Linked DNA regions of Mus musculus: regions 2, 3, 4, 5 and 6 are each linked to region 1. Evidence: chromatin contacts called from public Hi-C, HiChIP or PLAC-seq, Micro-C and promoter capture Hi-C data. All regions are on one chromosome and are shown on one strand. The core of a region is the stretch at or near the end of the contact, and the rest is flanking DNA. Distances in the headings are between cores, read along the strand shown.

Region 1 (5,182 bases), core at 1,017-3,516:
CAAGGCCAGACACAATGGAAGCCTTTTAACTTTCTAAAAGAACAAAGGCTACTCCTCTGCTTAAGGCTCTTCTTCACTTCCTTCTAAAACCCTAAGCCACTAGAAGTGCAAACTCCTAATCTCAGATGTTCATCATTCCTGGGATGATGAAGTCCAGCCTTGCTGTTTTTGCCACATGTGAATACCACACCCTTAATGGAGCCTGGTGTAAGGCAAAGAAGCTGTTAAACAGGAGCCAGCTGTTGATCGAATAAACTGCCTCTTTTTACACGAAGACCTGCTTAGATATAATTTAGTTTGCATATGCTTCGGTACGGAGTCACACTTATCAGTAGGAATGTGCATTTGCCTCTAGAGACACATGTAACTTCTAAGTGTTTTAACAGTCAAATCTCTTCTTTAAAAAAGCTGCTTCTCCAAACATCATCATCCTCACCAAGCAAAGGCCACAGTCTACAGCTTAGTATGACAACCACAGAGAAAAGGAATACGTTTGGGAAAACAGAATACTCAAATGTTCTTTTGGCCCCAGGGTTCAGGGACAATATTATACACAAGACAGAAATGGGGAGTTAAAAACTGTTTATCTGGGAAAGGGTGACAAAAATGCATACGATTTCTCAAATGCTCTACAGTTCAGTCACCCCAGGAACAGAATTGACTCTGTAGAGCCCCACCCCCACTTCCAAGTCACCACATAACTATCTTTAACCAAGCGCTATGTCCCTTCATCTTATTAGCCTGTAGGAGCCTTGGGAAACTGTTGAGAGTTCTGGCTACTCAGCGTCTGGCCCTCATTAACTTTAACCCTGGGCCAGGAATGAGGGATTCATGATAGCATCAGGATACACATAGCTCTATCTCTGGATGTGGTTATCCAACCGCTTTTGAAATCTTGTCCAATTCGATCTCCATCAAATGTGCTCACTAACACTTAAAATCTATGACATTTGATTCCAGTTTCAGGTCAATAGCCAAGTAATGATTTAACACTATCCACTCGAAGACATCTTTTCCTGGGTAGACAGAATAGGTCTGGAAGTGCACTGTCTGAAACTCAAGTGCGGACCACCTGAGCAAGACAGAAGAAAGCGACAAAGTAGGTACTTGGTAATCCTTACAAGTGGATTCCCTGGGCATAGTAGGTGTCCATGGGCCTTTGGGCATCAATAATCCCTTTCTGGAGACAAATAAAGCAAATACATATTGTACAGATGATCCACTCCCCGTGTGGGCGAGCGACCATGATGGGGAATTAAGGTAGAACTACAGAAACTCGCAGCTGCTCTCCAGGTACTATAACTTTATCCCTCCACAGAAAGATGGCTATTGGGATCTGGGTGGGACTAGTCCCCCTGCAGTTACCGCTGAGCTCAGGGCCACACTCGGGCGCCTTTTAAATTCCCCCAGCAATTGGTGGATGGAGAAAGAGCCAGGGGGAAAAAAGATGCATAATGATTCGTTCACCGGGCGGATGAAACGGAGAGTAGAGGACGCAGGATGCTAACTGGCTTTTCCTCCCATGTGCAGGTCACCTGAACCGCGATGCCTTCCAGTCTCTGAGGAGGCTCCCTGAACTCGCCATATGGCTCCGTTTTCAAGAGGGGAGAAGAAACAGTTTCATGCCCACCTGCCTGCGGCATCTCCTTTCAGGCACCCCTTCCCTAGCCCCTGCCCGGCGCGCGAGCTGCCGGCATCCACGGTCCCGCCCGCTCCGAGCTCCGGCCGGCAGCTCCCCCGGCGGCCGCCTCTGCACCAGTCGCCAACCTCCGTGCCGGGCCGAGGTCATGCCCGCCTGCCCCCGGAGCCGGCGAGGCCCCTTCCCGGTGCCAGGCGGCAAGCCCGAGAAGCGCCGGCAGGGAAGGGGGTCCGCCGCAGAGTTGGCACCCGGACTCACCAGGTAGGCGCCCACCGTACCCTGCGCCAGCATCAAGGCGCACTCAGACACCAGGAAGATCTTGATGTTGGAGAAGCAGGACACCTTCTTTTTCTTCTTCTTGTTCCTCTGCGCCTCGTCCCCCTGCAGCTCGCCGCTCCGGCCGCCGCCCGACGAGCCGCCCGGCTTCTTTCCCTGCATCCTTCCCCCGCCGCCGCCGCCGCCGCCGCTTTCCCGCTCGCCCCGGGTGTCGTGGCCGTTGCCGGGCGGGGGTGCGTGCCGCGAGGCTGCGTACTGTCCCCGCCCCGGGCCCGCGGCGGCCGCCCCCGTCCTGCCGCGGCTAGAGAGGTTGAAGGCTCCGCTCCTCGCTGCCGCCGCGCTAGCTCCCTTCCTCCTCCTCCTCCTTCTCCTCCTCCTCCTCCTCCGCCCTCCCTTCGCCGCCTCCTCCGGCTCGGGCTGTGCCAATCACAGGGACTCCTCGCGTCGCCCGCTGCTGCCGCCGCCTAGCCTCTCTCGGACTCTCGCCGTTGCCTTCACCGGCTTCCCCTGGCCCGCCGGCTTCGCTTGCCTTCACCCCTAGCGCCCCAAGCCCGGGCCGGGGCCTGATCGCCGCCTTGAGCCCCGGGCTGCGCCGCTACTGGCTGCGGGTGCGTCCCTGGGAGGCACGAGGGGACCTGCTTGGGGCACTAAGGGCTTGCTGATGGTCAAGGCCGGCGGGGTCTAACTACCCAGCGAAACTGCAAAATCCAGGAGTCCTGGTGGGGTAGGAGGCTGAGCGAGGAAGGTGCTACCCGGCCACTAGGAGGCATTGTGGGGCCCAGGGCACCAAGGCGGAAACTGGGTGGTACTAGGACTAGCAATGAGGTGCAGAGATGGGAGTATCCAGGCACCCTACTTCTAGTGCGGGTACCGGACTGCTAAGGCCGGAGAGAAGAAGCAATTTTCATAAAGAGAGTATCGCAGGAGCTGTATTCGGCTTGGTTTAGGGATTTCTAAGGACAGACGTTGTGCTCTGGGGCTCTGGAAGATGCCGAGATAGGAGCTGCCATTGGCTCCTTTGGTTTGCCAGCCTCTGCTCCTGCATTCAGTGGCTACTGGACATATCTAAACCGCCCATTCCCCGAAAATGGGAGAAAGAAACAGAACCTCTGAGAAGGGAAGTTAGAGCTTCAGGGAGTCTCACATCTTCCCCCAGCCTCCAAGTACAGGCAACTGCAGATCACAAGGACCCCAGCAGAGGGCCTTGTTTAGTTCTCCAGCGGCCTGCGGTTGGAGTTCAGGAAGGGATGAGCCACAAGCCTGCTGTGTCCCCACCCCTCTCCTGACTATTGTGGCCCTCCCTGGCTTGGCCTGAAGGTCAGCATGCAGCAGAGCCAATTGTCATCAGTCCTCCGCCCCTTGCTCCCCAGCATTCCCTAGGATTTTGGTCCACAAGGCGCCTCTGATAGGATGTACTGATTCAGGCAGCAGCGTTTGGAAGCTAAGAGAAAAGTGGATACGAACAGAAAATACCTAGCATTGTTGTCCACGTTAGTGATGGAGAAGCCAAAGCCTATTTGGAGAACTTTTCCTTGCTTTCCCAAGGGCCTATATCCCAATGCCAAGGCTTACATTCAATAGTGCATAGCAATTAGCACCGGCCATAATTTCTACTTTCTTCCAGAGAAATTGAGTAAGAATAGACGGTGGCACAGTGGGGGTGTGTTGTTTGCCTTACCATTTAAATATAAATTGCTTCATCCATCTGTCTTCCAGACATGACCTCACCTAGTCTTGGTGTGGTTTTCAATGTGCCTCCCCTTGTCTGGGGTACCTTCGGCCTAAATTACTCTCTGGCATCACTCTCTACAGTGTTCTTCTCTACCAGTGGTATTGTATCCTGGAGTTGTTAGGGTCAAAGCCTGTGTCCTGGCAGCCCTAAGAAGCTAGGCTCAGCCCCCTGTCTTCGGAATGCCAACTGAAGGAGCAAGTAACAAAAGAAGAGAAGAAAGATTATTCATTGTGGCTCCATTGGGAAGAAGAACAAATAGACAGGTCTAGTGATCTCCCCACTCTCTAACTGATTCTTCCATGTTCTGCATGAGCTTTAGGTACAAAAGGATATGAATCACTAAGTAGTCCAGGTCAAGGTACAGTCTTGCCCATCATTAACCCATCAACATCTGGGCTCCAGTCTGCTATGGGTGGTCTGACAAATTGTCAACTAGCTCTGCCAACTACCTTCCTGGAAGACAAGCTCCTCCTGTGGCTGGCACCTTGATCTTCTGGCAGCTTGAGATTGGTAGAGGAATTCCAATTCCTTCAGGACTGTTAATTCAATAGTCTGGTAGCCAAAAAGGGGGGGGGGGGCACACTTGTCTCTGGGCTCGTGTGTGGCTCTATTACACCATGGCTGAAATCCTTACTGTTTGGCTGTACCTTTCCCATCTCTGCCACCTCTGGGTATGCATTGCCAACCTTCTTTGGATCTTTTGCTTCTTGTTCTTGATCTTTCTCATGACTCTGCCCTTACATAGTCCCTCCTCACTAACCCTGATTCCTTTGGTGAGCTGGAAGACAGGGGGAATCTCCCTCTGAATGAGTCACAAGGCTGAAGGTTGAAATATCGGGGTGTGTTAGTCTTTGAGACTCATTTACATACCCTGCAATCACACAAATACCGATGTTCATTTTGTGCTTGCCTTGACCAAGCCCTCAGTATAGAGCAGCACCTTACCATAACCCCACAGCAACCTTCTAAACTAGATGGTGCACTTAGCCTTGTTCAGGGAGAAAACTGAGATCTAGGAAGGGGAACTAACTTGACCCATGCCACCCACTCACTCAGTCAAGGTTGGCAGAGCCAACAAAATGTCTACTGTTTCATCCTGCAGTCCTACCAGGAAGGTGAGAGTCACACCGTTCTCCTTAAAGGCAGAAATTCAGAGAGATGTAGTAGCTAGCCCAAAGTCACACACCAAATTGGAACAGGACTTCTGTCTCAGCCCGGGCTCTCTGCTTCAAATCACTTTGCCTCATGTAGACTCAGGGGAAGGCAACTTGACTTTATTTTAGATTTATAACATGAACTATCTTTAAATAAATTAGGCATAAATGCTGTCAGAGGTAGGGTTCTAGATTATGCATGTCTGTTCTTCCTGTCATTAATAGTAGCTGAGTATGAGTGCCATAATGCATCAGAAGATTTAGGAATCCACCAGGCTAGCTGCAGGCTTACAGTGTGGAAGAAGGAATTTTGAGCACTTAGTTCAATGCCCTTCCTCCTTTACTTGTCTTAGTCAAAACTGTGGCTCTAGGGTGATGGGA
Region 2 (5,182 bases), core at 1,572-4,071, 900 kb after region 1:
TAGGGGCAATATAATATATTGTTATGGAAAGATAATGGGGAAACTAGGAGGATTAAATTGAGATGAGAATAGGAGAGAAGTGTAAGAAAGGGACTGTGTGGAGGGACAAGTACTACTTTTGAAAAGCCAATGTGGAAACCTACTGTAGAAGCTTCCTAAAATACATGAACATAGGAAAGGCATCTAAAAGGAACCACTAAATAACAGGGAGACAACTGGACATCATATGCCACTCCTTAAAGCCTCCAGTGCCAGGAATGGGCGATATCTTGTTGCGTTGTTGGCCACAGGGGCCCTAATAGAAACCTTCAAGTATCACAGGCTGTTTCTACTCCCCATAACCTGATGGTAAAGGCCGGTTGCTGAAGATAACAGCTGCGTGTGTCATCACACATGGAAGGGTTGAGCTGGTGACTAACTAGAAGCTTCCCCTTTACTGACTAGCTGCCATGCTACTGGAAGCTACTCTGCAAGGTACTGGAGTAGAAAAAGTAATCATTGATGTTATCCAGCAACAAAATTTGTGACTTAGAACAATGACCTGACGACATGACATATTAGTTGAATAGTGGCACCAATGTTATGGGAGTAACCAACCACTTTGTGATTCCATGAAATGAAACCCAAACCTACATTGACTACTAAAGTGGCTAAGAACTTGAAACTTGATAGGTCCTGGGTCTAGGGGAAACCTATTATTCTTCTTCTGCTAAAGGAACATAGCAATATAACGATTCTTAGTGTCATATGGCTATACTCATAAGGGCCTTGCTCAATCCACATCAGAGAAGCTTCGTGTAGTGGATGGGAATTAACATAGAGACCAAAAAGTGCACAACATATAGAGTGGGACAGACATTGGAGCATTAGTCCTAGACGGGACCTTCTAACCAACCCCCTGCCCTCAAGGGTCAGGAAGGAGTGAGGAAGAGGAGGCAGAAAGACTGTAAGAGACAGAGGTGATGGATGACTACAAGAAACAGTGACTACCAGACACAATAGGACTGATATGCATATGAACTCATGCAGTGTTGGCACACAAAAGATTTGCAAAGGTTCAAGCCAGGAGTCCCAGCATCTAGAGGGAGGAAGGGGTCATAGGCTCCCAGCCTCTAAGCAAGAAGATATATACAATCAATATGCCCTGGCAAAGGGATAATCCGTTTTCTCCAATGCACTCTCACTGGTTTTATCAATCACACTTCAGGGCAGGCCTCATGTTCCAGTTATTGGCCAACACAAAATGGACTCAGTGGTATTTTTGTGGACTTTTTGTTTCATTGTGCTGTGTTTTGGCTTTCTTTTTCTTTTTGGACTTGATCCTGGATTTGATTGTTTGATTTCCATTTTTGTGTTTCGTACTTTTTGCTTTTGTTTTATGAAGGAAGAAGAAAAGAAAAAACATGAAGTTGGATGAGTAGGGAGGTGGGGAGGATCTGAGAGGAACTGGAGAGTGGGAAAACAAGATCAAAACATGTTATATGAAGCATCTTTTCAATTAAAATAATTTTAAAAAGGGAAAGTGACATTTAACAACAGAAAATGCCTGGTACAATCACCAGGCACTGATAATACTTTCTGTTAAATATTTTCATGATGGTAGTGACCTTGTCTGGATTAAAACTTCCCAAATGACAGTGACTTCCATTCTTGCAGTTTTTGGCAGGTCCATATCTTGTATTACTATTTTTTTTAAACTGACTTTGAAATTATATGAAGTTAATCTTTTCATATAATTCTTTGAACATTTTCTTCATTCATATAATATACTTTGGCCACATTCTCCCAACCCATCCCTCTCAACTTCTTATTCTCCTTCTGCTCTTTAAAAAAACTTATGATCCACTGTGTTCAACTTGTACTGTCCATAGCTGTGTGGGTGCTGGGTCATCTACTGGGAGATGGTTGGCCAGAGGGAGTCCAATACTTAAAGGAAACTGTCCCCCAATGGGGTATTTATCTTAGGGGTACAGCCACATAATATTTTCATATTAATATGTTTTGATCACCTAAATAAAAATGCAAGGCCAGTACTCGCAGAGATTCCATTCTGTTCCTTCCCAGTCAATACCCTTCTCCTCCTAGGAAACTACCTTTCTTACTTCGACCACAATAAATATTAAACTGCACAGAAAACCTCACATTTCTTGCGTAATATTCATAATCCCCGGCTCCCCCCCCCCCCAACTTTCTATTGACCGAAAAAATAACATGTCAAAATAGTTTGGCATTATAGGCATGTTTTCCCTTAATAACACATTACAATATGTAACTATCAAAAAGAAGTTTCTTTTTGTACCAATTAATGTAGTATCTTGGGTCACCATTGGAACATGTCCATACTTGGTTTCTCCGAAGCAACTAGATGGTTTCTGAAGTCCATAGCAACTCAAAGGCAATGATTTTGTGGTGATCGAATAGCTCAAAGTCACTGTGACAATCTTCACCCATCCAACATACTTGAGTACTTTGTGCCGCTCCACCTTGGACTCTTAAGAAGACTCTATTGAGTCTTAGCGTCAACGTGTGGTAAGTGCTCCGACTTAGGTAAGCACCAGGCGCACAGAGGAAGGGTGGCTTCCGGTGATGGGGCGGATAGGAGAAGGTGGGTGGGCATTTCCCCAGCAGCTGCTGCCAGCCACCCGACTTTGATCACTTTGCCGCCTGGCAGCAGTGGCGGTCAACCTCATCGTTCCTTAGCAACCAGAGCCAACTGCCAAGAAGCCTTCCTATTGGGCTCACAGAACATGATGGGTAGTCTAATTGTCCAATAGAAACTTTTAGGCTTGGCTCGTTGCACCGCCCACCCCGGGCCGCAGGCGGCGCATGCGCGGGTGGGCAGGTCTGTGTGCAGGGCGGTCGCAGAGCCGGAGCTGCTGCTGCTAAGCTCTTGGGCTCGGTTGAGACCGCCGTGCTTGCTCCTTGCTCCAGCCGTCACCGCCGCCGCCGAGGGAGCGGCCGCCTATTGTCCTTCTCCGCGGCCAAGGCGCGGAGCTGCTCCGGCTCGGCCCGCGGGGGAGCCCGGGGAGCCGCACGGTGAGAGCGCAACTTAGTTGAGGGAGTTGAGGGAAGTTTGGGCGTCTGAGGAGGGGGCGCGCGCGCAGCCGCCCCTCCCCCTCGGCTGCTCTCGGCCGCGCGCGCGAGCTGCGGGACGCGGGGACGCGCGGGCGCGACGCGGGTGGCGGACCCTTCTTAGCATCGGCAGCCAGGGGTGGATAGCGCGGCCGCCGATCCCGGCCTCCTCGGACCCACGTTCCTCTGCTGCCCGCTTCTGTGGCGCCGGCTGCGGCTCTCCTCTGAGGGACGGCTGCTCGGTGGGGCGCGCCGCTCGAACAGAGAGTGCGGCTCCGGGAACGAGCAGCTCCCCGGGGCAGTCAAGCCGGGTAAACACTGCGCGCCCCGGCCACCTTTGGGGGCTTTCTCCCGAGATGGGGAGGGGGGCGCGGTGGGCGCCCCGGGAACGGTGGCGCATTCGACTCCTCTGCCCCTCGAGCTCTAGTGCAAGCACTTTGAGAACTAGCGAATCACTGCTTTTCGTAAATAGGCTCGCTGACACTTAACTGGGGTGCGAGACGCACCCTCAGTTTATTTCTCGCTAAGAAAGTGTCTGTCTTTCGGCTGAAAATATTGGCTAACTCTAAGTGTCTAGACTCTACTGTGAACTCAGGAGTTCACAATGAAAATGGATTGAGCAATCTCTGAGTGTTTCAGTCTTTGCTTTTCCCCTTCATAATGAAGTTATTTTGAGAGTTCATTGCGTTGAGCAGATTTACAAAGTGATGTGCCTTTTTGTCTGTCTGTCTGTCTGTCTGTTTTTTGTTACTACCCTCATGATTTCCCGAAGTCACTTACTCATTTAAACCCCCACCCCCCAAACTTTTGGATTGCCCGGGTCAGGAGGAGCGCTCCAGTTCTTGAACGTGCATTCATTGTCTGTAAAGAAGTTCCTATCAGTCGAGATGACTCTGAGATAAACCAGTGTGTCACTTTGTACACCATCATCTCTTGGGAATCATTCCGCTGCATTTCGTTGACTAGACTTGCGCTGTAATGGTAATTCAGTTTTAGCTCCCAAGAGAGAACCCTATCATTCATACTGAAACACAATGCCTCCCCCCCACCCCCCTCCCCCCGTCACTTCATGTTAATTTTAGTTGTATTTCTTTGACATTTGTTAAACTTAAATTTTTCTTTGAAGGCTACTGCTCATGGCATTTTGCTTTTTTTTTCTATGTGAATAACATGGACAAGTGGTGTGTGGGGTTTTCTGTTTTGTTTTTGGCTTTTCTTTGTATGAAACCCAGCTTCGTTTACCTGATGAAACCAAGGAAAAATATTCTGAAGGCACAGGGATTCAGGACTCACAGTCTTTGTGCTTAATTTTCCTTTCTGGGGTGGGTGTGGTGAGCAAAGGAGGTGGACAGAAGTTGGGAGTTATTGGTTAGTTACATAATATAAACAAATACTGCAAAATCGGGTGGCCAGGACACCTTCTCTGGACTGTGGTAACATGCTACACATACTTTTGTTCTAGGGTATTTGCTTCACTAAATGGGAACTATGTGTAGTATAAATGGTCTTTTCTAGTCTTTTTACACCTTAAGGATTGTGATGGGTGGTATTTTGCTATGCTCTGTGTGTGTGTTGTTTTTTTTTTTTTTTTTTTTTTTTTTTCTAGAAAAGTCCACACAGTTGGTGTTTAGCTTTTGTTTGATTTAGGTGAGGTGATTTTCACTGGCTAGTGATAGTGTACACAGGAGAAACCCATTAATTCTGGGGCCTTGTACAAAATGACAATTAGCTTGCACATCTGTGGTGAAATTTACTTTACTTTTAGGAGACTTTGTTAATTCTCTCTTGAGATAGGGTCTTACTGTGTAGCTCAGGCTGGTCTTAAAGTTACAGAGATCTGTCTGCCTGCATGCTGGAATGAAGAGCCTAGCACCCCCCTTCCCCCCTTCCCCTCTCCCTCTCTCCCTCTCTGTCTGTGTGTGTGTGTGTGTAGGGTTTGCCTTGTAGTGTATGTTGGCTTTGAGCTCAAGGTTTCCTTGCCTTGGTTTCCTTAGGGATAGATAACGCGTGTGTATCACTTTTCCCAGCTTTAAAAACTCTTTTTGTTGATTTGTTCTAGAAAATAACTGGGATTTAAAGAGTACACTCTGGACTTAAAAAAAAAAAAAAA
Region 3 (5,182 bases), core at 1,704-4,203, 810 kb after region 1:
TGAGACTCAGTAAGACTCATCCCAAATCATCCGGAGTGGGACACTAAGTAACAATTAAAAGAACAGTGAACATCCGAGCTCTCATTGTATGCAGCAGTCAACTGATACCTAGTAGTTATTAAAGGCAGGCCTCTACCTCTCTCTCTCTCACACACTCTCTTTCTCTCTCTGACAGCGTCTTGCTATGTAATTCAGGCTGGCTTCAAATCCTCAATCCTCCTGAGACATATACCTCAAGCATATACCACCAAGCCCACTTGGAATTTAATTTTATTTAAAAATATGTTTGGCATGTATTAACCAAGAACTGAGTAGCTGGACCAGACACTACTGCTGTGCTACCTTGCGGGGAACTGCGGTTTGTCTTTTTTTTTTTTAACAAGTCCTAGTTCATTTAGCAGAGGCAACAAGGCAGCATGGTTAGTAAGTAACAATTCTGAGCTATTAAAACCCTGCTCTGTCGAAAGACACAGTGTAAGGGGAGGGGGATGGAGGAAAGGAGAGCTTGGGGTGGGGAGGGGGCAGGGGAATGGGACACCACAGAGCCACTGATGCTGGTAAGCCTGCCTTCCATGAGGACTGCTTCCCTGATGTGGGATTTTCTGCCACAAGGAACTGGATAAATGCACTGCATGTAAATGGAAACCCATGGGGTTCCCTTGCTTTCCCAACCTGCAAGAACAGGCACAGGCAAGCCTTAATTAAAAGCCAGCTGCGGTGGTGCACACCTGTAATCCAAGCTCTCAGGTAGGGGAGGGGGACACTTTTGATTACATGAAAGGTTTGAGACCAACCTGGGCAACATGAGACCTTGTCTGTCTGTCTGTCTGTCTGTCTGTCTGTCTGCTGTCTGTTCTCATGTTCTCTCTCCCTCTCCCTCTCCCCCTCCCCTCCCCCCTCCCCCTCCCCCTCCCCTCCCCCTCCCCCCCCCCTCTCTGACAAGAGTCTCACTATATAACTCTATAGAGGCTGGAATTCATAGAGATCTGCCTGCCTCTAATGTCAAGTTCATTTATTTTTAATCTTTTCCCCCTTTCTAGTTCCAGCCCTTGAAGACCTTCTATTAGAGGCCCCTCTCCTCCCCGTTCTGGTCTAGAAAGTGTCCTTTTACTCACTAAATATCAAAATATTAGAATGTCTAGATATCTGCACATCAGACTGTTAATAAAAAGCATCATTTATTGATGATTTACTATTTATAGAGGTAGCATTTGGTAGTTATAAATTCTTTATTTCTCATTTACTCTGGTAGTAAGAGCTACATGTTAAGTGACTTCCACAAATCAGGCACCTATTAAATGTTGTATTTAGTCTTCATAGCATTCAGAATCATGGCCACTATCATCCTCTATGGAAACTCTGAGGATTCAAAACCATCCAGAGTCATACAGTGTCAGAGCTGGGGCAAGGTCTCAGGATCTGGGACTCCTGAATGCTGGAACTGTCCCACACAGACAAAATAATTAATAATAATAATAATAATAATAATAATAATAATAAATCTCTCTCTAGTACACTGGATAGCAAGCAGTCTCTTCACTCCAAGAAGAGTTCAGAGATGTCTGCTCACCACAGATGTCAGCCCCTGCCACCAGCCATCCTGCAGATAATAAAGACCTCCCTCCTGCTTTATTAAGCAGAATATATTAGCATTATTTGAGCAGCTATGATAACTCTGTACGCTGATATATAGCAATAGTCTCAGGGGTTACTGGCATGCATGGAGATCTTTGCTGCTGTGGTAAAAGGTGCAACTCTGGTGTGATTTTCTTTTTGTTAAATTTTTTAATTTTATTTATTTGACTGTTTTATGTGTGCTAGTAGTTTACCTATATGTTTGTCTGTGCAACATACATCTCTCTGGCACCCTCAGAAGTCAGGAAAGGGTATTGGATCCACTGAGACTGGAGTTACAGACTTTGAGCCACCAATATGTGGATGCTGGGAATTGAACCTGGGTCCTCTGCAAGAGCAACAAGGGCTCTTAATGATTGACCCAATTCTCCAGCCTCAATTTCCATTTTTTTAAAATTCATGTACATTTTCTATCATGTTCCTGTCTCCTTATCTGTTAGTCTGTAAGCTGTCACATGGCCCCTGTGTCATCCTGATGTCCATATGCCCACCTGAGATGAATAAGTCCCTGTTTCCATAGGAGCATGTTATAGTTTGGTTATGAAATGGCCCACGCAAGCTCTTGTGTTCATCACCTCCTCAGCCTCTGGCACTGTATTGGGAGGTTCTGGAAGCTTCAGGAGGTAGAATCTATTTGGAGGAAATAGGTCACTGGTGACATGGTTATAAAGGTCGGACCTCGTGCCTGCTTCTTAGACACCATGAGGAGAATAAGCCTCCCCTCCATTGGCTCCCACCACCAAGGTCTGCTGCCCAAGCACATGACACAAAGGGACGGTGGACTGAATTCATGGAAAGCATTAGCAAGTATATGCACTGTGCACCTGTAGGTTTTGTGAAGTGTCAAGTTATATTCCGACTGACAGCAGAGACCATTGTGGGGTATCTATTAAAATCCCTGCTCCCAATAAGCTTCCCGGACTTTTTTTTTTTCCTTACAATACCTCCACCCAAGAAAGTTTCCCACAGCATCACGTGTTCAGGTCTGTAAAATAAGTATACAACAAATCAAACGCTAATAGTAAATTTTAAACTCATTTTTAAACAATTACAAAAACATTTATTTTATCATCTCTTTAAATGGAAAGAAAATTAGCATGGTAATGCCATGGATGGTACCCAGGAGCTTCTCTATATCCTATGACAAATAATTCCTATAAGATGTCCACTGTTCTGCTAATATTTTCTAGAGGTGAATGGATACTGCAAAGTTAGCGATGCACCATTAGTTAGCAAGAGTATCGCTGACTCTTTGCACAGATACGTTTATCAGCTCCCTGCTCCAAGAGCATCTGTGAAGCAGATGGAGTGATGGTGTCCCCATCTAAAAACGTGCTGCCAATGCACATGTGTTGCAAGAACCTTTCTGGAATAAGCACTTGGACACCAGTGAAAGTGGGAGAGAGAAGCCACCAGTGGAGCAGAGCCAGGATGGGTCTGAAGGCCTTCAGTCCCGGGTTCAGTTGGCATGCTCCATTTATACTCCAAAACCACAGGGTGGGGCAGGCAAGCAATCGAGATTTTACAGAAGCTTAGCTGCAGGCGGCAGGTTGTTAAGGGCAACCACCCACCCATTGTTTCAGCTCTTTCTCGGGTCATTCTGCTTCAGGTAGCAAGTGAAGTCATGCTTAGCAAATGGGCAGTACCGGCAGTGCCCTAACTAAGTCAGTAAATAAATCAGGAGCCAATAATCCATCTGTTCTGCCTTATTCTGCTTCACGTTGGACCATTCTTGACAGCAGCACTCTGGACAAATTGATTTCTCTCTCATATGAACCAGGTCAATTTTCCCCACTCTTCAAATACAGTCTTGTTGCAAAACAAAAACCACCGGGGCTCGTTGACATCTCTGCAACTGTTTGACCTATTCGGTTGTCATTGCTGATTGAAAAACAAATCCTTACCAATGATGCTGATAGATTTCCTGAGTCGTAGGATGTCCACACCTTCCACTTCAGGATAATATGGCAGTTTCTTCTGCAACTGGCTAAGCCTGGTAAAATTCTACCAGCCGTGTATTGGAGCTGTGGATACTTCTTTCACAGGAGGGTGTTGCATTTCACTACTGATACTTGGAAATACATATTACATTTACATTATTACAGAATGTACCCCCCTTCCCCCCAGTATGTACTGTTCGAAAGAATGTATTGATAGACACACTTCCATGGTCTCTGGTTGTCTGTAGACCAGTGGGTTACACACATGTTCCACCTCTGAGTGTATCAGCGTTGTGTGGGTGAAAAGCCCAGCTAGGATTGCATCCCCAGCCTGAGGCTGTAGCCAGGACCAGTTCTAGCTAGGAAACATTGCGGTGGTGCAGTCACTTTAGGCTGCTGATTGAGAAACACGAGCTTCCTCCATACCATTATCCCAACCCATCAACTACATGAGAGCCTAGCAAGAGCCACAAGACAGAAGGAGGTTGGGCTCTGACAAGCCATATCAAAAGTTTCCCAACCAGTTTGGTGGGGAATCTAAAACAGCAGTGTATTTTTATTGTGTTAATTTTTTGGCAAATGATGTTACCCTGATATAGAAGTTAACATAGCCCAAATGAATGCAGAGAAAATACCCAATAAAATATACTTTAATGTGTATGTCTTAGGGTTTCTATGGCTGTGTAGAGACACCATGACCCTTGCAACTCTTATATAGGAAAACATTTAATTGGGGCTGGTTTACAGTTCAAAGGTTTAGCCCATTATTGACATGGCAAGAAGAATGGAAACAAGCAGGCAGACAGGGTGTATCTCCAACCAAATATGCCCCAGCAATGATAACATGACTCAGTTAATATGAATACATGCTGTGTGCCTAGATTGGGCAGATCTACGGCTACACTACCATCTTCCATAGCTTATGAGGTCCCTTAGAACTTTCGGTTTCTCCAGGCCATGTGCTTCTGCTCTGCTTTTCTTCTCCTTCCTCCTCCTCTGCATCCTCTCCTTCTTCCATTTTCTCCTTCTCTCTCCCAACCTTCCTCTCCACCTTCCCTTTTACCTGCCCAATCATCAGCTCTCCTTTATTGTACAAATTAAGGTGGAAAGCAGGTTTACAGGAAATCACCTGAGTGCTGACTCATTGTTCGCAGCCACGCACAGGAGAACGGAACTAACAGCAACTATAATTAGCCCCAGGGCTATCCACAACAAGGGTGCGGGAGAGGTAGCTGAGAGTACCACATCCGGATCCAAAAGCAGCCGGAAAACAGTCACACAGGATTCAAAGCCATGTGTCATCAAAAGTCAGCATCTTGGGCTGCAAGTATAACTCAATAGAACACTTACCTCAAGCATATGTGGTCCTAGGCCCAATCCCCAGTATTTCACAAACAAGCAAACAAAATATAGCACCTTTGGATTTACCTTTTTTTTAAACATTTTAATTTTTTTTTCTTTTTAAGATGTTATTTATTTATTTTATTTACATGATGAGTACACTGTAGCTGTCTTCAGACACACCAGAAGAGGGCGTCAGATCCCATTACAGATGGCTGTGAGCCACCATGTGGTTGCTGGGAATTGAACTCAGGACCTCTGGAAGA
Region 4 (5,182 bases), core at 1,611-4,110, 750 kb after region 1:
TTCTCCAAAGGACAAAGCAGCAAGCTGTGATCTTTATATTAAGCTTTTGGATGGAAGCCCTAAATAAATTCACCATCCAGCCATACGTAAATGCATTCCATCGTGCACTGAAGGTCAGTATATTTCCAGATGATCCCAATCCTTTCCGTAACCACAGAGATTCTTGCCAAAGAAAAGAGAACATGAGCTAGTGGGGACAACACCTGCCGGACTGTTCACTAAAGGTGACTCTGCTTCGTCTGGAAAAGAAACAGGTGTAAACACGGTCCTCCATCTGGGGGCTAGGAATCAGAGTCACCGAGCTTGCCTTGCAGAGATGTATCCCTCTGGCTTGCTGCATTAGATCCTGTTTTGAACTGTCCAAGTACCACTTCCTACCAGATAACCTTCTTTTAAACACGGAGATTAGGAACTCAGCCAAGTCCTTAAACAAGAAGTCAGTGCTGTATCTTAAGCGACAAATATATAAACAGAAATCATGAAGCAAGACAGCAGTGACCTTTTCATGTTATCCTCAGACAGTTCTCACCACCATCCCCCTCATTCACACAACTGGGCTTCCTGGGTCTCTTTCTTGTTCTCTTATGTGTTTGTCTCTTGTCTCAGGCTTTTGCAGGTTCTGTTACTCTACTCATACCGCCTGGCTTTCTCCCTCACTCTCACCAGAGTTGGTCAAGATGCCCTCATTATCAACTATCTCTCTGACCACATAGATAGCAGATAGATATGAAAGAGATAGATGATAGATTAGATAGGTAAATAGATGATAGATATGAAAGAGATAGACAGAGAGATGATAGAGATGATTATGATAGAAGGGTAGAAAGATAGATAGATAGATAGATAGATAGATAGATAGATAGATAGATAGATAGATAGATGGATGGATGGATGGATAGATAGATAGATAGATAGATAGATAGATAGATAGATAGATAGAAGGATAGATAGATAGATAGATAGATAGATAGATAGATAGAAGGATAGATAGATAGATAGATAGATAGATAGATAGATAGATAGATAGATAGGAAAGAGATAGACAAATAGATGATAGAGTTGATGACAGACAGACAGATAGATAGACAGGCAGATAGACAGACAGATAGACAAATAGATAGATAACAAACCCACTCCAAAACTTGCAGCACTTCTCATGTTTCTTATTCTACTTTATTTTTCTCCATCTCAGCTCCTGGGCTAAAATACTAAATACTTATTTATTTGTTCAGTAATACACTTGCACACACACACACACACACACAGTTTGCTCAATGCTACAGTTGCCACATATAGAGAAGTGCCTGTCACATGGTAGGAACTCAATGAACAAACTTAAGTAGCAACTTCATGCCAAATGATCACTATATGATGATTGTTAAACGATGAGCAAATACTTTTAAGTGTGTGTGTTACATATTTATCATGACAGTGTCGTTGCTTCCATTTTACAGATGATGAAATCAAGGCTCGAAGAAAGGCTAAGATACTTGCCAAAGACCAGCTCTCTTAGAGCAGTCAAGGCCACACTACCCACAGTGTGCCAGGTTATTATTCAAACACCTGGTGCTTTCAGTTACAAAATGCATGTAAGGCACACCTCTGGCAAAAGAAATAACCCACCAACAATGTTGGCTTTTTGTCCCACAAGTTGATCTGCTCTGAAACTCCCTTAGAAATTGCAAGAGTCCCTGCCTTTGTGAAAAGCTATTTCAATACTCCATTGTCCTGAAACTTAGAGAAAATACTTATCAAGAGAACAAAAGTAAAAAGCCGGACCTGCATTGGTGTGCTTTGCCCTCAGTGCAGCCTTCAGAGTGCCTCCTTGACACTAGTCTTGTTCTGCTAACATCAGCTCTGCCTTCCCATCAGCCGTGATGGTGATGGAATGGGAGAGGGTTGCAGGATATTCAAGAGCAATGGCTCAAGAAACAAAACCAATCCCGAACTGGTCACACCTCCTTACTACAGGTGTTTGTCCCCCACCGGGTGTGAGCCTGTGCCACATTAGGATTTTGTTTCCATCACCTCTTCATCCCTAAGGATCAATGCCACCTCTGACACATAAAACCGTTGGGCAAGTATTTGCTGACTCAGGGAAGACGCAGATTGTGCCTCACTCACCATATCAACTGCATCTTCTAGCAAGCCGCCTCTTCTGCAAAGGGCAAGGGAAAGCATAGAAGAGACCGCCAAGCTGGTTGCAATGTCTAGTTCCCCACCATCCACACACCTCTCACCCCTCACCTGCCCCTCCTTGAGACCCAGAGCCACCCACATTCACCTTCCAAACAGGCTTAGAAACCAGCAAGCATCCCACAGCGTCCCACCCTACCTTACCCAACACATCTGCATCAAGTTACCTTTAAACGGAGCCTGTTTGCATCTGCAATTTCTGGATAAAAGATAAAAGCATTTGGGCAGCTGGATCTGCTGTACCCGACAGATGAGAAATCTACCACTGGTCTGCTGCGGAGGGAACAGCAGCGCCTTGCTCCTCCCTAGCTAACGGCATTTGCTCACCCATCCCTGCAAAACAAATCATGTTCTTTTCCTTGCGCTAAAAATCCATCCAGAAAAAAAAAAAAAAAGAAAGTCCCTAAGAAACGGCTCCCACGCCCGCGGAGGGCGCCCTCAACACAGAGAAACACACACAAACCCCAGTCCAGAGCCAGCAGGTGTGGGCACGTATTTAATCTGTTCTCTGAGAAAAAGCCAACGAGGAGTAAGGTTGAACTAAAGGGATGTCCAGGAAGCATGTGGAAAGCAGCTATAAATGTCAGTAGCCCAAGTTGGGAAACTATTTACCGCGCCAATAGTTCATGTGCTTTCACTCCAAGTCCTGGGGAAGGCCACGTTCAAAGAAGCGCGCAGCCCGGGGCAGCAGCAAGTGCTCCTTTTTCGGTGCGCTGCTTTCCAACTCTGCTGCCCTTTGAGGCTTTTCCTAACAACCGCACCCAGAGGTCCCAGCACGGGTCTCAGCATGCCAGGCCTGGGAGCCCCGCACCACCGCGAGAATCGCCGTCCCCTACCTGGGTGGAAAATCCGCAGCGAGCCGGTCAGCAGCCGAACACCGTAAGTCTGGGCGGCAGCTCAGGCTAACGCGGTTGGTAATCCCAACCGAGGCAGGCTCTCCCTAGGGCACACCTGCATCGCCGCGCCCTCGTCGCCTTCGCTGCTGCCTCCGCTGTGCAGAGCCTCTGTGCAGCGCGCTCCCAGCACCCTGCAGCACCCCAGCCCTCCCGGGGCTCCTGAGTCTATTTAGAAGGATCAGCCAGAGCCTAGTCCAGGCACTGTGTTCACTGCGGAAAGCTCTTTGCTTCTAACTCCCTTTCAGATCCAAGGAGAGGAGTTCCGGATAGGTTGGAGGGGAGCCAGAGCCCACTCCCCGGACCCGCCCTTTCTGGATTTGCGGATGAACAGACCTGCAAACGTCTTATTCTATTAGGTTTGTTCCCAACTGACTATAAATATCTTGGTCTCTCCACCCTCCCACCTAAGGCGCCAAGGCGCATAAGACTCCAAGCTCTGTCCCCAAGCTCGGTCTTGGACTGGGGGTGTCCTCGGATTATGCCATCCCCAAACTACCCAAGATAATAGATGTTGACAAATCGTTCTGGTCTTCTTAACTCCTTTGGAACTGAAAAAGAGCTTGCTTGGCCAGCGGAGGGTCCGGGGGGTGGGGAGGGGATGAGGAAAATTTGGAGGGTTTAATATATTGGAGAAAGGCTCTAGCTGTTTCCTTCTTACCAATGCCACACGCGCGCGCACACACACACACACACACACACACACACACACACACCCGGCTCACAAACACAATGCAGCCAGCCTGGGAAGATTTTCCCAAAGCATAGGGTTCCTTCTAGAAGGAAATAAAGTCATGAACGAAGTCACCCTGGAAGTTCAAAGTCCAAATTAAACAACAGTACAGGGGCCTAGTCTTCTGTAGTGTCTGCTAAGTACCTTCCCTAATTGCTTTTCTAACTGTGAGAAGGACAACTATGAGAACGATACCATGACCAAAGGCAGTTTGGTGGGGAAAGAGTCTACTGAACTTACGTATCACCAGCACAATCCATTGAGGGAAGTCAGGGCAGAAAATGAGGGAGAGGCAACTGGGGAACACTGCTTACTGGCATGTTAGGTCTCCTTTCTTATTAAACTCAGGACTACCTGGTCAGGACTGGCACCATTCCCAGTAAGCTGGACTTCCCGTATCAGTCTCTAATTTAAAAACAAAAAAAAAAAAAAAAAAATGCCCTCACAAAACTTACCTACAGGCAATCTGATGAAGGTATTTTCCCAACTGAAGTTGCTCTTCACATATGTGTGTAGGTGTGTGTTGTTAACAAAACCAACCATTGTACCTAATTATGTCAAAGTGGAGGCAAAAGAGAAGAATCTTGCCTTTTCTCCACTCAATACTTCTGCCTCCCCAAGCTCTTCACTTCTATCACCCCCTCCAGCTACAGAAGGCTTCTCTCAGCTCCCCACCTCTTTCTTAGCCTGGGCTTGACCCTGAACCACCTTGCAAGGGCTTCCCTAGTTCCCCTCCCATAGTTGTTCCCTAAGGTGTAAGTCTAATCTTGGTTCCTTCCTGACTAAAACCAGGCCATTGGCTTCCCTTTGTCCTTAGAAACACTTCTTCCTCGTCGAGTGAACAAAAGTGTCTCCCCACTGACATCAACAGCTTCCATGCTTCACCTGATCCATTCCCCTCTACCCATTCCATTGAGTGAGAACTTGAAAGGACAATCCAGATAATTTCCTTAGTAATTCAAGGAATTTATGAACACCTACACATACCAGAGAATTAGGAAGTTATGCAGATGCCCTGTATGGTGTGTTCGAATGCCGAACCATAGGAAGTGGTACTATTAGGAAGTGAGGCTTGGTTGGAAGAAGTGTGTTGCTGTGGAAATGGGCTTTGAGGTCTCTTCTGCACAAGCTATGCCCAGTGTGGCACCCAGTCTCCTTCTGCTTGCTGCCTGTGGACCAAGATGTAGAATTCTCAGCTCCTTCTTCAGCACCCTGTCTGCCTGTACGTTGCCATACTTCCCTACCATGAGGATAACGAACTAAACCTCTAAAACTGTAAGCTGGCCCCAAGTAAACATTTCCTTTATTAGCACTGCCTTGGTCACGGTGTCTCTTTACAGCAATAAAACCTTCAATAAGA
Region 5 (5,182 bases), core at 687-3,186, 540 kb before region 1:
CACACACACACACACACACACCCCAGAAGAAGTAGGCATCTGAAGGTCTTTCCTTTTCCCATTGTCAAAGTCATCTAGTGACCCGGGAGCGCTTTAGTCCATATCTCAGAATGTGACTGCACCAATTTCTGTTCCGACCACACACCAGGAGAGAAGCTATGGGAAAGCAGTTCGTTTCTGTCTCTGCCGAGAAGCTGGCGGCACAGAGTGTATTAACTGAACATTAAGTGAAAGTTTTCGGAGTTCTTGGGGAAACCGAGGACGAGAGGAATGAAGCAGAGAGGGACTCTTGAAACATAGTGGAGTCCATAGAATGGTTTGTGGGGTTACAGAAAGGGACAGTGAGTGGGAGAGAGAAAGCAAAGGGTAGGAAGAGGCACCTGCTATTAGGTTAGGGTCCCTAGGGCCTCAGCATCTTGGATTCTGGACTCTCTCTGTTTTGGAGGGATCTGAAGGCAGGACCCATCCATTCTCTGTTCTTATATCCTTACGAACGAAGTTGGACAAAGGAGGGGCGCACGCAGCACAGGACGCTTGTTTGATTGAGCTTGGCTCCTCACTAATCCCACAGAGAATCAAATCCGCCTCCTGTGCTCTCAGGGACCTCACCCTTTTACTGAAGGCCACCTCAGAGCCTTGCTGCCTTCCTACATGTTCCACCACGGTTTGGAGGCTCCGGACATGGGTCGGGCTCCGCGTGCAGAAGACTGTAGGATCGGGAGCCAGCTTCAGCCCACGGGACACCCTGATTGATGAGCCCAGCTCAGTTAGACAGCTCATTCCAAGAAGTCCCGAACCAGGCACAGCTGGAGGTGTGGTCCCGCCTACCTCTGAAGAGATAGGGACAAGCTGAGATCGCGCGCTCCTGGGGACCCCGAAGCCCACCGGGCGGCGTTGGAGACTTTCCGACAACCTCCCCGGGTCTTGGCGCCGGCTGTGAGCGCTCAGCAACCTGGGGTTGCCTGGGGCCGTCGCAGGGTTGTCAGAGCACCCAAAGCCAGGGGAGAGCCCTGGTCTCCAGCACCGCGCGCCACACCTTTAGCGGTGCTACCCCCCACGCCCGGATCCTGGGCTGGCCGGCGGGAGGCGTGGGTGCGTACCGGTGTGTTCAGGGCACATTCCCCTTCCCAGGAGTCGGTACGGAGCCCTTCCCACTCATCTCCCGCCAGGGGATTCCCCTCCCCCAGCTCAGAGATCCCCCGCGCGCCCCCTGCCCACTTTGCCAAGGCGAGAAAACGGCCGAGCCGGAGACAAAGAAACTCCTGCCTGCCTCCACTCTCCGTCCTTCTACCCGCCCGAGACACTCCCCGGCGCCCTCCCTCGACCCCGGCGACACCGCGCGCGCACACGCCGGGGGAAGGGACTAGGGGACAGGGAGCAGGGTGGGTGAGTCCGCTTTCCCCACGCCGCGCGGCTACAGCTGCCCGTGCACCCCGCCCGGGGACGCCCCTCGGCAGCCGCGCCCCCATCATCCACTCCCTAAAGCGTCCCGGGCCCCTGACACTGCCACCCCCAGCCCAAACCGCCGGCACTATCCCTCCAGCTGAGCGACAGGGGGGCGCGGCGCACACAAAGCGGATGGGGAGTAAGGAGCCCAGGGGAAGAAGAGATCCCGCCGGGGATGGGGCACGGGCTCAGGGAGGCTATTTACCCGATTTCTTCTTCGATCTCTGAGATGTCTGCGAAGATGAGGAAGACCACGAGCAGCGTAAGCGCGGCCAGCATCCAGCTCCGGAACTGCAGCTGCATGGTGGGGTCGGTGCCCTCCGGGACCCGCGCGCGGGCCGGGGCGAGGAGCTGGGGCTGAAGGAGCCTCCGCGCTCCACGCGCAGCAGGGCACACACCCTGCGCTCCGGGCGAGTCCTGGCCGGCGGCGGCCAAGGCGACAGCAGCAGCAACAGACAAGGGTTGCTCTGGCGCGGCGAGCCCGCTCGCTCTCTCTCCGCTCCTGCCCGCCCCTCCCCTCCCCTCCCTCCTTCTCCCCCCCCCCTTTCCCCCCCGCCCCGCACTGGGCTCCAGGCGCAGTTTGACAGCTTTGCTCCGCGCCTTGCCTGGTCTCCTCCCACTAACTCTAGCGGCCACCCACCCGCCTTTGCTTTTCCTGCCCGAGAGGGCTCAGGGAGCTTGCCACTCCCGGCCTAGGAAGGCTGGGCTCCGGCCATCGAAAGCGACCCGGAGACTGAGCTGAGCCAGACAACTCGGAGCACCCGGGGCTGCTTGGCAAACGCCTAGCGTCGCTCGCTCTTTGTCCAGCGCCCTCGCTTCCTCTCAAAGTTTTCCCGACACAAAGACTAGCACCTTGGGGACGGTCTCCGGCGCGCTGCGAGGAGGCGGTATCCTCTGGGCTACGCTTCAGCAGTTGACGAATTGAAAGGGGAAGTGGAAGAGAGGAGGGGAGAAGAAATGGGCAAGAGGGGCCAACTTCACCAGCGATGTTCATGGCAATTGGTGGGCGAGGTGCTCAGCCTGCACAACACCACCTTCTCTATGGGCGGTCATCTCTGTCCATTTATAGACCCAAGCCCGGGAGCATGGAACTCTCGAGTTGTTTGAGGTCATGGCTAGAACCCAGGGATCCCCGTAGTACCTGCTCTACTTCCAAGAGCAGGCATAGTACCCACATTGTGGCTGGTACTGTACGTGCTTCATCCCCTTAGCTCGTGCTCTTTTCTGGTCTAATCAATAAACCCCTGGAGTCCTATCATGATCAAAAGGCCTTCTAGAAAAATACACTTCCCACAAAGGGAGATGCTCCTCCCCCCCACCCCATACCGAACGATTTCCCTGCTTCAGACCCTTTTAGCTCACTTTACCGTTACCTTTTGCCCTGCTGCGTCAAGAGGGAAGAACCCATTCATTAAGTTTTACTAGAACTAGATTACAACACACACACACACTGGATGTAACTTTTCAGAAGAAGCCAGATCGTCCTTTGGTTAGTGAAGGGTCCTAGAGGTTGCTTGTCAGAGGCGTTGAGAATGTCAATGCAGTGCCCTACTGTTTGGGAAGCACCTGTAGATAAACAGAGATGCCCAGTCGGTTGTCCTCCAGAACAACTCCAAGGAGGAGCTAGTAGTTCCCTTAGTGTAGTTCCCGTGTCTCTCCCAGGCCAAGGTGTGAAGGTCTAGGGAGCTCCCCACACTTCTTCATTGAGGAACAGGCTAAAGGGAGTGGTCTCTGCAGGAGGCCTGCTGGGTTTTGTTGCTGTTTTTATTTTTATTGTTGTTGTTGTTGGTGGTGGTACTGGTGGTAGTGGTGTGATTCAGGACAAGCTCTCACCTGCAGGGAGAGCCTCTATGCCCTGCCTGCTGACAGGATACGGAAACAGCGTGGTAAGGTGGGGGACAAGTTCTTCAGGGGTCTCCTCTGAGTGCCAGCAGCAGTTGTCTTTTTCCCAGAGGAGGGATGCGCCCCTTCCAGGGTGTTTCATTGCTTCCCCCCCCCCACCCTTGCACATCAGTTCCTTCCCTTTCAAGGAGTACCCAAGAGTAGCACACTTTCCCCCTTGGGGGTGACTTTCAGAGGCTGAGCACCTTGTTGAAAGTCACTCTTTCTTTTCAGTACAAGTAGGGAGATGTCTAAAGAGGGCATCTCAGAGCTGAGGAGGTGGCTCAGTCTGTCAAGGGCTTGGTGCACATGAAAGCATGAGGACTTGAGTTTGGAATTCTCGAACCAAGTTCAAAGCTGGGTAATGTGCATCTCTAACTGCAGTGCCCAAGGGCAGGGCAGAGACAGGCAGGTCCCTGGGGCTTGCTGGCCTGCCAGTATAGCTGAATTGGCAAGCTCCAGGTTCAGTGAGAGACTGTCTCAAAAAATAAGATGTAACATTGCTGAGGAAGGCAGCCAACATTAACCTCTGGGCTCTGTACACACATACCTGCATGTGTGTGTGCAATTATAATACATTGTACACACTCCACATGAACATGATCAACAACTGCAACAACCACACACACACACACACACACACACACACACACACACACACACACACACACACACTGAAGGGTCTCCAGCTGGCCAAACATAACAAATGTGGTTCTGGCAGGCCTTGATCTTTCCATCCCCTTTACCTTGCAAAAAACCTAAAACCAAACCAAACCAAACCAAACCAAAAACATCAGGTTACATTCTTAAAACTGACCACCAAGGTTTATTCCTTCCTCCTGAGGCTGACTACCAAGGTCTAGGTATTAAAAGCCCTCTTTTTAGCTGCCAGAATTAACATACCCAATCAAAATTAGACACCTCATCCTAACATGGGGTTTTCCCCTTTACCTTTATAAACCACCATTTGCTATGGGCCACGTCTGTCTCCTCTCTATCCAGAGGCTGGGACAAATAGCCCTTCCCCTTCTCCCTCATCTTCTATCTCCTGTCTTTATCTCTTATTCTGTGCCCTTTGTTCTTCTGGGACAAATAAATCTTTGTGCTGAGAATGTGGTCGTGCAGTGTGTTGTGCTGACACTAGCACACACCACACACACACATATACACCACACACCATATACACACACCACACATACACACACATACACACCACACACACATACACCACACATACACACCACACATATACACACCACACACTTGCCACATACACACATACCACACAAACCACACATACACACTATACACACACATACACACACACACACACATACCACACAAACCACACATACACACCACACACACATACACACCACACACACATACACACCACACACACATACACACCACACACACATACACACACACACACACATACCACACAAACCACACATACACACCACACACACATACACACCACACACACATACCACACACACCACACACCCACACCTTTCTATCAGTGTGACCGATTAGGTGGTCTAGTTCATCCTGTGCCCACATTTTCTAAGTGCCTTTCTCTCTGTCTGACTTGATGCATCATGTAGGAGGCGTTGTACTTGGTGAGATTTTGTTTTGCTTTTCTCCATTCACTTCATTCATTCAGCACTGTTTATTGAGCAGTTATCTTGTGCCAGGTTCCATGCTAGAGGCTAGAGATAACAAGAGCCAAGTCATTTCCTGCCCTCTAGTGGCCCTCTTTTCAGAAGGAAGGCAGACTTGCCAATGTCTGATTATGACAAAGGGCGTGAGCTACAGTGGAGCTGTGTCTCCTACTTATAACTGATTAATA
Region 6 (5,182 bases), core at 1,200-3,699, 520 kb after region 1:
AGAGCGAAGCAAGTTGGAGCTGCCAGGAAACCACACACAAGAGCCAGGCTATAAATCAGAACCAGCAAACAGCAGAAGGCAAAGCTGGGTGTGAAGAGTGGAATAAAGGAGAAATATCACGGGCAGCCAGGAAAGAAGAGAAATCAGATTGCAGATACAAAGAGCAGACCCAAGCAGGGGAGAGGCAAAGGAGCCAAGTAAACAATGATCTAAAAAGTTGCCCAGGTACAGGTAAGAGAGGCAGAAAGATTGGGTTCACCCCCTCTTCCCAACAGCTTTTTGCTGTGCACCCATGAGGAGTCTATCAGTGTTGCCGTGGACTCAGTTTCCTTTCCTGTACTCATAAGCAATGGTATCGTCTGGGACAGTTAAATGATATGAGAATCTATCATCATGCAGTACCAACTCTGCTTCAGTTTGGAATATCACGTTTATTTTACCTTAGCTTACAATTTCTATATTTGCTAGAATTGATCACCTTCCTTAGCATGAGATATACAGTCTGTCCCATGAGAACCTTCTTATACTGGCGTCTTTTTTGCTTCTGTGCCCTAAGCACCTTCATTCTGGGGTTTAGCACACATCTCTCATCTATACATATGTTTGCTCAATTACAATCACATCTATAGACCGTTTTTAGTGTGACTTCTGAGGGAGCATCTTAGATTTTTATCCAATTAACATTATATTCATTTTCTGAGACTAACATCATATAATATCATGGACTGGGTGTAATAAGCAATTTGTATTTATTTTCTCACAGTTCTTTAGAATAGACGTCCAAGATCCAAGTGTTCATAGGGTTGATCTCTACTAAGCCCTTGCCCTTGATTTGCATATGGACACCCCCCTGCATCCTCCTGATCTTGCCTCTGTGGGTACAACCCTGGGCACCCTCTGTGTTTTAATGCTAACTCCTTATAAGGCTACTTATCACACTAGAGTAAAGCCTACTATTTAAGAGTCTACTCTGCCAGGTAAGATGGAATCCCAACATTCAGGAGGCACAAGCAAACATATCTCTATGAGTATAAGGCCTAGTCTCATCAACAAAGTGTGTTTCAGACATGCTAGAGCTAAATAGTGGAACTCTGTCTCAAAAAAAGAAAAAAAAGTCAACTCTAAGATGCTCATATTAAACATCATCCTTTTTGAAGACCTTATCTTTAATATTATTATATTCTGAGCTAGTGGAGTTAAAGCTCCAATATTTGTGTTATGTTTTACTATTTGAGAATTTGATATACGTATATAGTAAATTTTGAGTCAACTCAGGCCCCATTCACTCCACTCTAATTCCTGCCATATCACCCACCACTGTACCCTTCCAATTGTATGTGTTTGTTTCTTAAGCCCCCTGAGTCCAGTTGGTACTGCCAGGATGTGCCTCAGTGCAGGCCCCTCTACTGGAGCATGGGCAAGCCTCTTAGGAACCGCATTCCTGAAGAAAATTGATGCCATCTCTCCAAGTAGCCACCAACTGCCAATAAAAACTAAGCCCCAGGTAGGACTTCATGACACATTTCTTCATCCATGCTAGGTTTTTGGTTGGTTGTTTGGTTGGTTGGCTTGGTTGGTTGGTTGATTGGTTGGTTGGTTGGTTGGCTTTTTTGTTTGTTTGTTTGGTTGGGTTTGGTTTTGTTTTGGGTTTTTTTTTTTTTTTTGAGGTTTATTGAGTCAGAAGCTCTGTAGCCTAGAATGAATTCAAACTCATTATATAGCCTTTGAAGCTTCTGATCCTCCTGCCTCCACCTCCACCATGTCCAGAGAGCTACAGTATATGAACAGAGAAATGATGCAGTTCTTTAAAAAAAAAAAAAGACTTTAAAAAGTCTTCTTTAATAGTATAGATGATATGGCCGTCACAGTACCCAGTGAACAACATTCCTTACTGGGCTATCATAGGCTCCAAAGGCTTGGAACATAATTATTCTATAGGACTTTAGCAAACATGATTTGGGCAAAGGCTTGATAATATCTTGTTCATTGATGTCTTCTTTTGCTCAGTGTTGGCACATTGGCTGGCATTGCAGGAGAAAACCTAAGCTACGCCGCTATAGGCATGAAGTCCTCCCAGACACAAAGAACTAATGTCAATGATTACTTTTGTGGATGAAGCCATTTTACACAGCAAAGGCAGATAGCACACTGTCCGTCAACTTTAGGGACACTGTGTGAGGCCAGGAGAGACTAGCAGAATTACCCCTTAGGTTAGGCTAGACCAAAATAATAATAAACAAGTAATAAACAAGCGTTGTAAAGCAGTAAGTTTGGGGTGGTTTGTTACCAGAACTGATATGATGAAGCCACAGATCTCATCTTTGTTTATTCAATCTAACACTGTGTACTTGAGAAATTTCTATTTGTAGCTCCTTTTCACTCCTTCTGGCTACTGGGTGGCATTCTGTCATCCGCACATGTCGTATTTTACTTCTCCATTCTTCTAGGAATGAACAGTTGGACTGCCTCCAGTTTTTTCCTCGGCAAACATACTCATGTACATATCTTGATCTGCCTATGTGAGCGTTTCTCTGGAAACCCTATTCAGAAGGAAAATTGCAGGCTGCAGGCTATCCATACACTTAATTGCACATCGTGTGGTTGAATTGGTCTTCAGAATCATGGTAGCAATTTACACCCCTAGAACAAAGGCAGACTGACCTGAAAACTCTTACCTGATTCACACTGAAGCAGGCCTCATTCTCCTGTGGTTGTTAGCATTCGAACTGCAAGAGACCGTAGCGCATGCCCATCTAGAACAGAGGGAGGTAGCCCAAAGGCTAGGAAAAAGCTCAGCTATTGAAATATTTTTCATTCAAGCATGAAGACCAAAGTTCAACCCAGAAAACCTATTTTAAAGAGCTACTCACAGTGTCAAACACTTGTAATCCCCTCACTGGAAAGGCAGACAGGGGAGTCCCTGTGGCTCAGTGGCCAGCAAACCTAGCATAATTGGCAAACCCAAGGACCTAAGACCCTAAGAAAATAAGGTGAATGTCTGTTAAGATGAATCTTGATATTGTTATCTGGTACACACACACACACACACACACACACACACACACACACACACACACACATTAGCACTCACCAGAGGAAGGTAAACCAGAAATCAAAATCTAGCAACTAATTGGCACCTCTTAATATTAATATTTAACTTCTTAGCTACATTGAGTGGGATTGACATGCCCTTGTTTTTGTAATTCATCTATTATAATTACTAAATCCAATTTTCTGTTTTCCATTTGCAAGTTGAAGTTTTAATTGTGCCCTTTTGAAATTTTCATTTTTTTTCTGTCATGAGGCATCTAAAAGAGTAATCACAATTTACTGATGGTTTATAATTGTGTTAAAAGTTGATCACATTATTAATGTGATTGAAAATATAAAAATACAAACAGTTTTGATAGGACAAGGAAACAACTATAATGTTAAGACAAAAATGCCAAAATATATAATATTATTGTATGCTGTATAAATCACGATTGTAGTAAGCAGAGTGTGTGCCTGGGTCTATTTGCCAATGGTAATTGCTTAGACTCCATCATCTGGCTGTGCGGAGGTAGAGGGGGAAATTCCATCCCAAGTTATCCTTGAGACCAGGAGCATTAAGGTTGGGGTGATACGCTAAAAACTACTTATTATCCTCCTCCTCCTCTCAGGTAAGACTCACTTGAAATGGGCCAGAAATACGAGTGAAAAGCCCTCTGTAGGGAACCCAGAAAGCACATTCATCCTTGAGCTAGGGGAGTCTGGTCAAATAATTTTCCCAAAGCTGTGATCACAGGTAACCAGATGGACATGGAGAATAAGAAGAAGCAGGAAGCAGGCAGTTCAACTATAAACTAATCAAATAACCATGATTACTACAGTTGAACAAAATGGGGCAGGGATTTTTTAATGTTAGTAGGACACTAAAAACAGCTTGTTATAATAGATTTGAAAGAAGCACTTAGAATTTCTGGATATAAAAGACAAAACAAACGGATGTAAGAACTCAGTGCTTATGCTGGACAGCAAATTTGACATATCCAGAAAGAGATTAAAAAAGAAAATGGCATTTCCCAGACACAGCACAGTAGCACAAACACAGAGAAGTATAACCTGAATGGCTGAAGAAGAAGAGACAGGAAAGGAAACAAAGGCAGTGTTTAAGGCAGTAATGGCTGAGATGCTTAGACGTAATATGTGAAATTGACCCCCACAGGCTTAGAATATCCATCGGGATAAATAGGAAGAGTTCTGTGTGTGGAGGGGTGTGTGTGTGTGTGAGTGTATGTGCCAGTGTGTGCCCACATGCATATATTTATATACACATTCATGTTGTGGAAATAGATGTGACATGGCCATACTGAAATAATAATAATAACCAAAAGACATGTATAAAAGGACCTAGAGATAGATCTCCCTCAATGGGTGGAAGTAAACTGGGGATGGACTTCATTCAGTAACAACAAGCAAAGCCAAAATAGAAAGCAGTTGTTTTCAGAGAGCTGAAAGGAACTTCATAGCAGTCAAAGTTTCTGTACCTAAGAAGATTATCTGCAAAGAAGAGTGAGAGGCAAAATAAAAACTTTTCACACAAGCTTCAGTTGAAATTCATGATCAAAAGATTCTCACTGAAGGAAAGGCTAAAAGATATATTCAAACGAAGAAAAGGGTATCTCAGATTAAAAGCCAGGATTTAAGAAAGAATGGAGAATGAAGAAAACTACATTCTCTTTAAACATAAACTAAACAGTATGCAGTAATGTATACCTATGAACACACACGCATACACAGAGAATTAAAGTGCCATGTAATGAATAAGATGGGAGGAGAGCTGAAGTTCAAGTGTTCCAAAGTTTATCAGGATGTAAGTTAAGTTGATCAAATTTTGCTGTTTAGTGTTAGGTATGCATGCCACCATTGTTGTGTTAACTACTAATATGAACAGAAAAAATAACATAAAATAAAAATGCACTGACTGAGTTAAGAGTTGTAGCATTGCTACATATATCATCAAGAACTGAACAATTACATAAATGGATAGCAGATGGTGTCAGCCAAGTTTCTCATTATTGGAGTGGGAAATTCAAGCAAGAATGCTACAGTGATCTATGTGGGAAGGACTTAAAGCTGTAGACACTAAGAAAAGCTTGTGTCATTTCTAATATAGGCATAATAGCCATGCTTATGGATA

What was found. Promoter capture Hi-C pulls out the DNA fragments that hold promoters and counts their contacts. A called contact is a pair of places that touch in the nucleus more often than the background predicts. HiChIP or PLAC-seq counts read pairs in DNA pulled down with a chosen protein or histone mark.
Region 2: a contact with region 1 is called in a Micro-C map of embryonic stem cells, with 9 times the contacts expected there. The contact joins the promoter of Akap13 here to the promoter of Slco3a1 in region 1. A contact is called at or near these places in 2 of 39 promoter capture datasets (embryonic stem cells and hippocampal neurons), 3 of 484 Hi-C or Micro-C datasets (CD4 T cells and embryonic stem cells) and 2 of 115 datasets of contacts at active chromatin or transcription factors (astrocytes and memory CD8 T cells).
Region 3: a contact with region 1 is called in a promoter capture Hi-C map of hippocampal neurons, with 6 times the contacts expected there. The contact joins the enhancer-like site here to the promoter of Slco3a1 in region 1. A contact is called at or near these places in 10 of 39 promoter capture datasets (the 3T3-L1 cell line, the HPC-7 cell line, HPC-7-derived erythroid cells and 7 more), 10 of 484 Hi-C or Micro-C datasets (CD4 T cells, LSK cells, the N1E-115 cell line and 7 more), 6 of 115 datasets of contacts at active chromatin or transcription factors (DN3 thymocytes, astrocytes, bone marrow-derived macrophages and 3 more) and 1 of 9 other capture datasets (liver).
Region 4: an H3K4me3 HiChIP or PLAC-seq map of bone marrow-derived macrophages shows a contact between it and region 1, with 6 times the contacts expected there. The contact joins the promoter of 1500012K07Rik here to the promoter of Slco3a1 in region 1. A contact is called at or near these places in 6 of 39 promoter capture datasets (cranial neural crest, embryonic stem cells, hematopoietic stem and progenitor cells and 2 more), 2 of 115 datasets of contacts at active chromatin or transcription factors (bone marrow-derived macrophages and embryonic forebrain) and 1 of 9 other capture datasets (embryonic stem cells).
Region 5: an H3K4me3 HiChIP or PLAC-seq map of embryonic stem cells shows a contact between it and region 1, with 11 read pairs. The contact joins the promoter of St8sia2 here to the promoter of Slco3a1 in region 1. A contact is called at or near these places in 1 of 39 promoter capture datasets (hippocampal neurons), 5 of 484 Hi-C or Micro-C datasets (cerebellum and embryonic stem cells), 2 of 115 datasets of contacts at active chromatin or transcription factors (both in embryonic stem cells) and 2 of 9 other capture datasets (adipose tissue and embryonic stem cells).
Region 6: a contact with region 1 is called in a Hi-C map of cortical neurons, with 2.0 times the contacts expected there. The contact joins the enhancer-like site here to the promoter of Slco3a1 in region 1. A contact is called at or near these places in 6 of 39 promoter capture datasets (cranial neural crest, embryonic stem cells, frontonasal cranial neural crest and 3 more), 1 of 484 Hi-C or Micro-C datasets (cortical neurons), 9 of 115 datasets of contacts at active chromatin or transcription factors (astrocytes, bone marrow-derived macrophages, embryonic forebrain and 5 more) and 1 of 9 other capture datasets (embryonic stem cells).

Annotation. Positions count from the first base shown.
Region 1 is chr7:74,552,514-74,557,695 of GRCm38.p6, forward strand. It overlaps Slco3a1 (solute carrier organic anion transporter family, member 3a1), which reads right to left and starts at 2,267. Exons shown (of 10, transcript NM_023908.2): 1 at 1,898-2,267. The coding sequence starts at 2,077.
Region 2 is chr7:75,452,713-75,457,894 of GRCm38.p6, forward strand. It overlaps Akap13 (A kinase (PRKA) anchor protein 13), which reads left to right and starts at 2,822. Exons shown (of 37, transcript NM_029332.1): 1 at 2,822-3,036.
Region 3 is chr7:75,357,963-75,363,144 of GRCm38.p6, forward strand. No RefSeq gene overlaps it. Among named protein-coding and RNA genes, the nearest start is that of Sv2b, 51 kb to the left of the region's middle. Within about 2 kb of position 2,954, at least 11 of the 459 cell types and tissues checked have an H3K27ac peak or open chromatin away from gene starts, as enhancers often do. A contact at or near this core is called in cerebellum and hippocampal neurons, where this site is marked.
Region 4 is chr7:75,305,842-75,311,023 of GRCm38.p6, forward strand. 1500012K07Rik (RIKEN cDNA 1500012K07 gene) reads left to right here and starts at 2,861. Exons shown (of 3, transcript NR_045814.1): 1 at 2,861-3,075. It overlaps Sv2b (synaptic vesicle glycoprotein 2 b), which reads right to left and starts at 3,421. Exons shown (of 13, transcript NM_153579.4): 1 at 3,033-3,421.
Region 5 is chr7:74,011,746-74,016,927 of GRCm38.p6, forward strand. It overlaps St8sia2 (ST8 alpha-N-acetyl-neuraminide alpha-2,8-sialyltransferase 2), which reads right to left and starts at 1,937. Exons shown (of 6, transcript NM_009181.2): 1 at 1,652-1,937. The coding sequence starts at 1,749.
Region 6 is chr7:75,075,307-75,080,488 of GRCm38.p6, forward strand. No RefSeq gene overlaps it. Among named protein-coding and RNA genes, the nearest start is that of 4930533N22Rik, 48 kb to the left of the region's middle. Within about 2 kb of position 2,450, at least 7 of the 459 cell types and tissues checked have an H3K27ac peak or open chromatin away from gene starts, as enhancers often do. A contact at or near this core is called in cortical neurons, where this site is marked.